Linked DNA regions of Xenopus laevis: region 1 is linked to region 2. Evidence: chromatin contacts called from public Hi-C data. All regions are on one chromosome and are shown on one strand. Each heading gives the region's core, a stretch centred on a gene start, on an enhancer-like site or on the middle of the called end of the contact. The rest is flanking DNA. Distances are from core to core; before and after follow the strand shown.

Region 1 (2,700 bases), core at 8-2,507, 38 kb after region 2:
CCTTGACCCTACCATAAAGACGGATGAATGGTGCGCTTGTCTGCTTCATAAATGGCCCTCAGTCAGTTCTTAATAGCACTGTGGCCTATTCAATCTCTGTTCAGGTCTTGCCCTTGGATCGTATGGAGCTTGTGAGATGCCCAATTCTGCTCAAAGCTGAAGCTTAGTCAAGGAAAGCCCAAATAGCACCCAAAGCTAACTGTCTTGGACCGGACGTAGAAGGAATTACATTATCACAGCTGGATATTATGGGATATTTGTAAGGCATTGCTTGAAAAACCTGAAAATGTGGAGGCCCTTCCTAGGGATACTGTTTTGAATACACTAACATGAAGAAGTGATCACTGGGCCCTTATTGTAATACATATGATTTCTGGACTCAGAACCAACAATACAACTCCCTTTAGTAACTCTTTCTCCTTCCCTGTCAGAGGTGGAAGCAAATAAATAAAATAAGAACTATTTGGCACCAAAGTACCTTCTTGAACTGCGGCGCATGGATTTCGAAGACAACAAGAGAAATCTAACCCCTTCCCTCCACTTACAATGTTTGCCTTCTTCTCTCGCAACAGAGAGGGTATTGTGCCCCGGTCCTTATTTATGTAGCTTGGATGACTGACCCTGTTCAGTTTGTCCCTACTCTGTGCTGCTACAAGTGACTGGCTCTATGGAAAAGCTGCAGGCTGAGATAAGGACAATTGCACCCCACAAAGCTGAAATGTTTCTCCTGCGGCTTTAGACTGAAGTTTTATCACAATCATACAGTAGCTGAGTTATCAGTAGTAAGAACTGACCCGTTGCATATGAACTTCTTGCAGATTTACAGTTCCCTCTATTGGACACAAAGATGACCACAGATAATGTGAACAAGTTTCTATACATTAAACAGCACAACGACCTTCCACAGTACTGTTGCACAACTTAAATCTTGCCGAACTAAACTTCCCAGCATTCCTCTGCATATTAAAGGATAAAAACATGATGGGTGCTATAGTTCAGCAACCATAAAGACAGAACTAATAATAAAACTTTTTGTCAGCCCTTAAGGACTGGTGGCCCAACAAATGATAAAAACTCACCCTAGTGTGCATGTGATCTGAACAGAGATCTGAAAGATAAAATAAGGTACATGAGGGGGGTTGTGGCTGGGGCAGGGGGCCAAAAGTTGGAGAGGGGTTGCAGCTGGGGGGCCAGAGTCGGAGGAGGGGTTGGGGCAGGGGTGTGTGTGGGCAGAGTCGGACTGGGCCGGTGGGACACGGGAAAAAACCCGGTGGGCCCCGGTAGCCCAGACCCACACCTGTTTTTAGCCCACGCTGCCCCCTGATCTCCTCCCCCCCACTATCCCTGATCGTGCTGCAACTACAATACACTTATGCATGGGGGACTGGAGGGGGGTGGGAGCCCCTGTGGTGGAAGCCCTGGTGGGCCTCCAACCCACCAGTCAGACACTGTGTGCGGCCCCTGAGGCAGCAACTGTGGTGGACTCCGAAACCCCAGTCTGATACTGGCTACAGATATTGATTTGAGGAGCATTATTTATTTGTGGGACCACAGAAAAATGCTGTAAAATGCAGCTAAACTTAGAATCAAGGTATGCAAAATTGAGGTTTCTCTGTAGCTGTAGAACAATGGATATAGCAGCTATACACAACCTGTTATCTGTATAATTTTAAAGGTGTACAGACACAATAGTTTTGCAGGACCCCCTTGCTACATCCTAGTTGTAACCCTGCAACTGTACTGTGGACCTCCTGGTGGGCCTCATGGGGATCCAAAGGGCTGGATGCAATGGGAATGGTTTACCTGTTTGGATCAATTGAATTACTCACTGAGAACAAGGATCCTGTGTCTGTAGCCCATAACAGCAAGGTCTGTTGGAAATAATGAGCTTTAGTGTTGTCTCCACCAGCATTCAATAGGGCAAAGAAAAGACAAGTTCACTAACCCCTGCCTGAACACACTAATATCTTTGACAGATTATATTTGCATATCTGCATTCCAGTGTCCTCCTTGTAATAGGAAAATTTCATTTCAATGTATACAAGGACATGTAGGTTTAATGTAGTTACAAGGCAAAAACTGAAAAAAAGAGATAATTAACTGTAGACAAAAAAATCAATGTTTTCTTGTCTGCCGTCACAATCTCCAGGCCTCCATCAGCCGAATGTTTGTGGTTTGTATTTAAGAATGCAGGGGTTGTGTGGTGAAATGCCCACGAATAACTGTCTCAGGACAAAATGCCAATGTCTTAAAGGATCAGTAACACCAAAAAGTGAAAGTGTTGAAAATATCATGTAGTTTTGCCCTGCCATTGACTTTTACAAGAATTTGTAATAAATCTCGAAAAAATATGTATGAATAAAACGTGAATTTTTAGAGAAAACAAAACTTAACCTTTAATAAATAAACTCCTTACTGTCACAGACACACACACACAAATATATATATTTATACACACACAACACCCGACAGTTCAGTTTTAAGGCCTGTTCGGGTCTCAACTTTCTATTCGGTTTTTAGCCTTGTGAAACTCGAACATTAATCTGGCCAAATGAAAACCAATTAAATACCAAGATCACTCACCTTGCCGTGGCTTAGTTATTATGAAGTGCAGTTAATTTCTTGTTATTCAAGAAACAGAAATAAGGAAATCAATCAAAAATAAGAAATAGTTTTTCTAAATGAGCATTGCTGTAGTTC
Region 2 (2,700 bases), core at 105-2,604:
TTTAATATTTACATGATTTTCTAGTAGACTTAAGGTATGAAGATCCAAGTTACAGAAATATCCATTATCTGAAAAACCCCCAGGTCCTGAGCATTCTGGATAACAGGTCCTATACCTGTATATGTACCAGCTAACAACTTCAGATATCTCATTAACAGCATCACAAATACACACATTATATAAATATATATATGAAATCTGCAGATAACAGGAAATGTCAGGGAAAGGTCAACTGCACCCATGCCAACCTTGCCACAAGTATAAGTCCATTTCATGGCAGAAGGAAGGCATCACCAGGACACAGAGTTAAAGGAGAAGGAAAGACTAAAATTAAGTAAGCCTTATCAGAAAGGTCTATATAAATACACTAGTAAACCCTCAAAGTAATGCTGCTCGGAATCTTCTGTCAAAAGAAACACAGAATTTCTTTCCTTCTATTGTGTACTCATGGGCTTCTCTATCAGACTTCTTGTTTTCACCATAAACTTCCAGGGCTAGGGTTTGAGCATGCTCAGTTTGCTCTTCTCCCCCTCCCTCATCCCCTCCCTGTCTTAATCTGAGCCCAGAGCTATGAGTGAGCAGGGAGAGACTCAGGAAGAAAATGATGTCACACCAAGCTAATATGGCAGCTGCTATCCTAAACAAACAGAGAGCTTCTAGAGCTGTTTACTGCAGAATTCTGCAGAATAAATATAGTGTTATAGCTTGCAGTATTGTGGCTAATCTATTGGCATTGAACTGCTTCTGTAACTTTCCTTCTCCTTTAATGCTGCCACGAGCACCCGTTCCATGGCTGTGCAGCACACTTGGCTGCATTTGAAAGCAAGTCAGGGTTAGGGGGGAAATCGTAGATAGTGGTTATTGGCGGAATGAGTGAAACGTGCATCTGCAACAACCCCCCTTTCCCATCTGAGGACGTTCCCCTGTGAAATTTACATTGTGCAAAGAAAAAGTCCAGTGTTTAGAAACAACCACCCCGCTAAGCCTCGAGGGGGGGGGGGTTGGCATTGGGGAGGTTAATCTATAGCAGTGACACAGAATAGAGACAAACGAGTAACAGGAGCAGCTGAGGCATCACAAAAACAGCTGCTGGACAAATAAATAAGGAATTCCGGCACGGTACAAAATATAAAATGGCCTTGTCAAATCTTTGACTAATCCCTACCTTCCACTTGGCTTTAAATAAAAAAAGAAATAGCACTTATCAGCTATTTGCCCCCACATTGGCATGTCCCTGCCCTACCAGAAATAGCACACTAGACTACAAAGGATTCATAAGACAACATTAAGGCCCCATGCACACTACTATGTTCCCCGTGAGTGTCCTACAATTTTAACACAGAACCCGGTTGGTCAGACTAGTCAACTGTCATCTATTCAATACAACAGGACTGGAAAGTGTCAGCTCCTGGGGGAAGGGGGGGGGGTCTGTTTTATTAATGGACACTCTGCTCTTTTAATATTGTACACCACCCCAAACAAAACTTCCAACACAATGTAGGACAAGCCTCTTCATCCACATGGACAACAGTAGCCTCAGATGTGCAAAGAACTCCTGAGCTAAAGGAGGAAAAGAAGAAGACCCTGTGAAATGAAAGACATAAGGGATGGGGAAATAACTACAAGACACGTGGAAAATGTGGAGAAAAATTAAAGTGCAGAGCAAAAAGCAGTCAAAAGGAAGAAAAAATAAAGGGAGTGGCGGTTAAAGGCATGAAATGTTATTAAATAAGGCCAATGAAGGAAACCATGGGTGATGAGAAGGGCACGCTGAAGAACTGCAGCAAGCTAATGTAAGACTGGGGTGCCAGGGGTCCACTAGAAGACCTAGGCCTACTCTCCAAACTATTTTTCCTCACCTTCATTATTCATTGTAGATCCACTCATCTATTCCCCCCCTCCGTCTCACCCCTGTTCCTTCATACAGAAATGGAGCATGGTCATAGTATAGGCCAGTGATCCCCAACCAGTAGCTCGTGAGCAACATGTTGCTCTCCAGTGGCCTCAAAACTAATAATGCTGCTGGAAGGGAACAGTAGATGGCTCTCTAGATCTAGATTCCAGCTTTAGAGCAATACAACTTTTAAATTAACATGGCAACAATCTTCTAATACCCAATAAAGCCAGTGCTCCAAAAGAGCTGGCCAATCACTGGACTTTAAATACATTAGGGGTATCAAATACCAAGCCCTCAGCAGGCTGCCCTGGAACCAAAATACAAATACTGTATAACTCATTTTAAGCCACATGGTTACCCCTCCCCACTGCCATCACAAGCACAAACACTGGGTGCTACTCCATAAAACATGGCATACTTTGGCACTTTCTATAGGTGGCTGCTGCTTTTGTGGGAGAGCATCATGAGCAGTAGGGATGGCCAAATACTTGGGGTTATACTGACAATAATCCCTCACACGTGCTATAGATTCTACTATGGTTTTACAAGACCTTCATACTAAATATAGATGTGTGTACCTTCTATGAGTCTGTATGTGCGACCACCAAGAGTGCATGGGTGTGACAGGGTGGAATTGTTGTCACTTAAATAATTGTGGGAGCACATCTATACATTAGGGCTCATGTCTACAGGGAAGCCTTATCTTTCACTTTAAAAGCAGCACCCAACCAACATGGCAGAGAGAAAGGCATGCTTCAGTTGAGAGAATACTCATTCTGATTGGGGAAATCCAATCCATTTTG

Evidence for each region. A called contact is a pair of places that touch in the nucleus more often than the background predicts.
Region 1: a Hi-C map of the XL177 cell line shows a contact between it and region 2, with 3 times the contacts expected there. The contact joins two enhancer-like sites. A contact is called at or near these places in 2 of 4 Hi-C or Micro-C datasets (the XL177 cell line and animal cap).

The regions. Positions count from the first base shown.
Region 1 is chr4L:17,308,779-17,311,478 of Xenopus_laevis_v10.1, forward strand. No RefSeq gene overlaps it. Among protein-coding and RNA genes, the nearest start is that of dagla.L, 7.3 kb to the left of the region's middle. Within about 2 kb of position 1,258, at least 1 of the 7 cell types and tissues checked has an H3K27ac peak or open chromatin away from gene starts, as enhancers often do.
Region 2 is chr4L:17,270,372-17,273,071 of Xenopus_laevis_v10.1, forward strand. dagla.L (diacylglycerol lipase-alpha) reads right to left here. Exons shown (of 20, transcript XM_018257494.2): 20 at 1,467-2,700. Among protein-coding and RNA genes, the nearest start is that of myrf.L, 25 kb to the left of the region's middle. Within about 2 kb of position 1,355, at least 1 of the 7 cell types and tissues checked has an H3K27ac peak or open chromatin away from gene starts, as enhancers often do.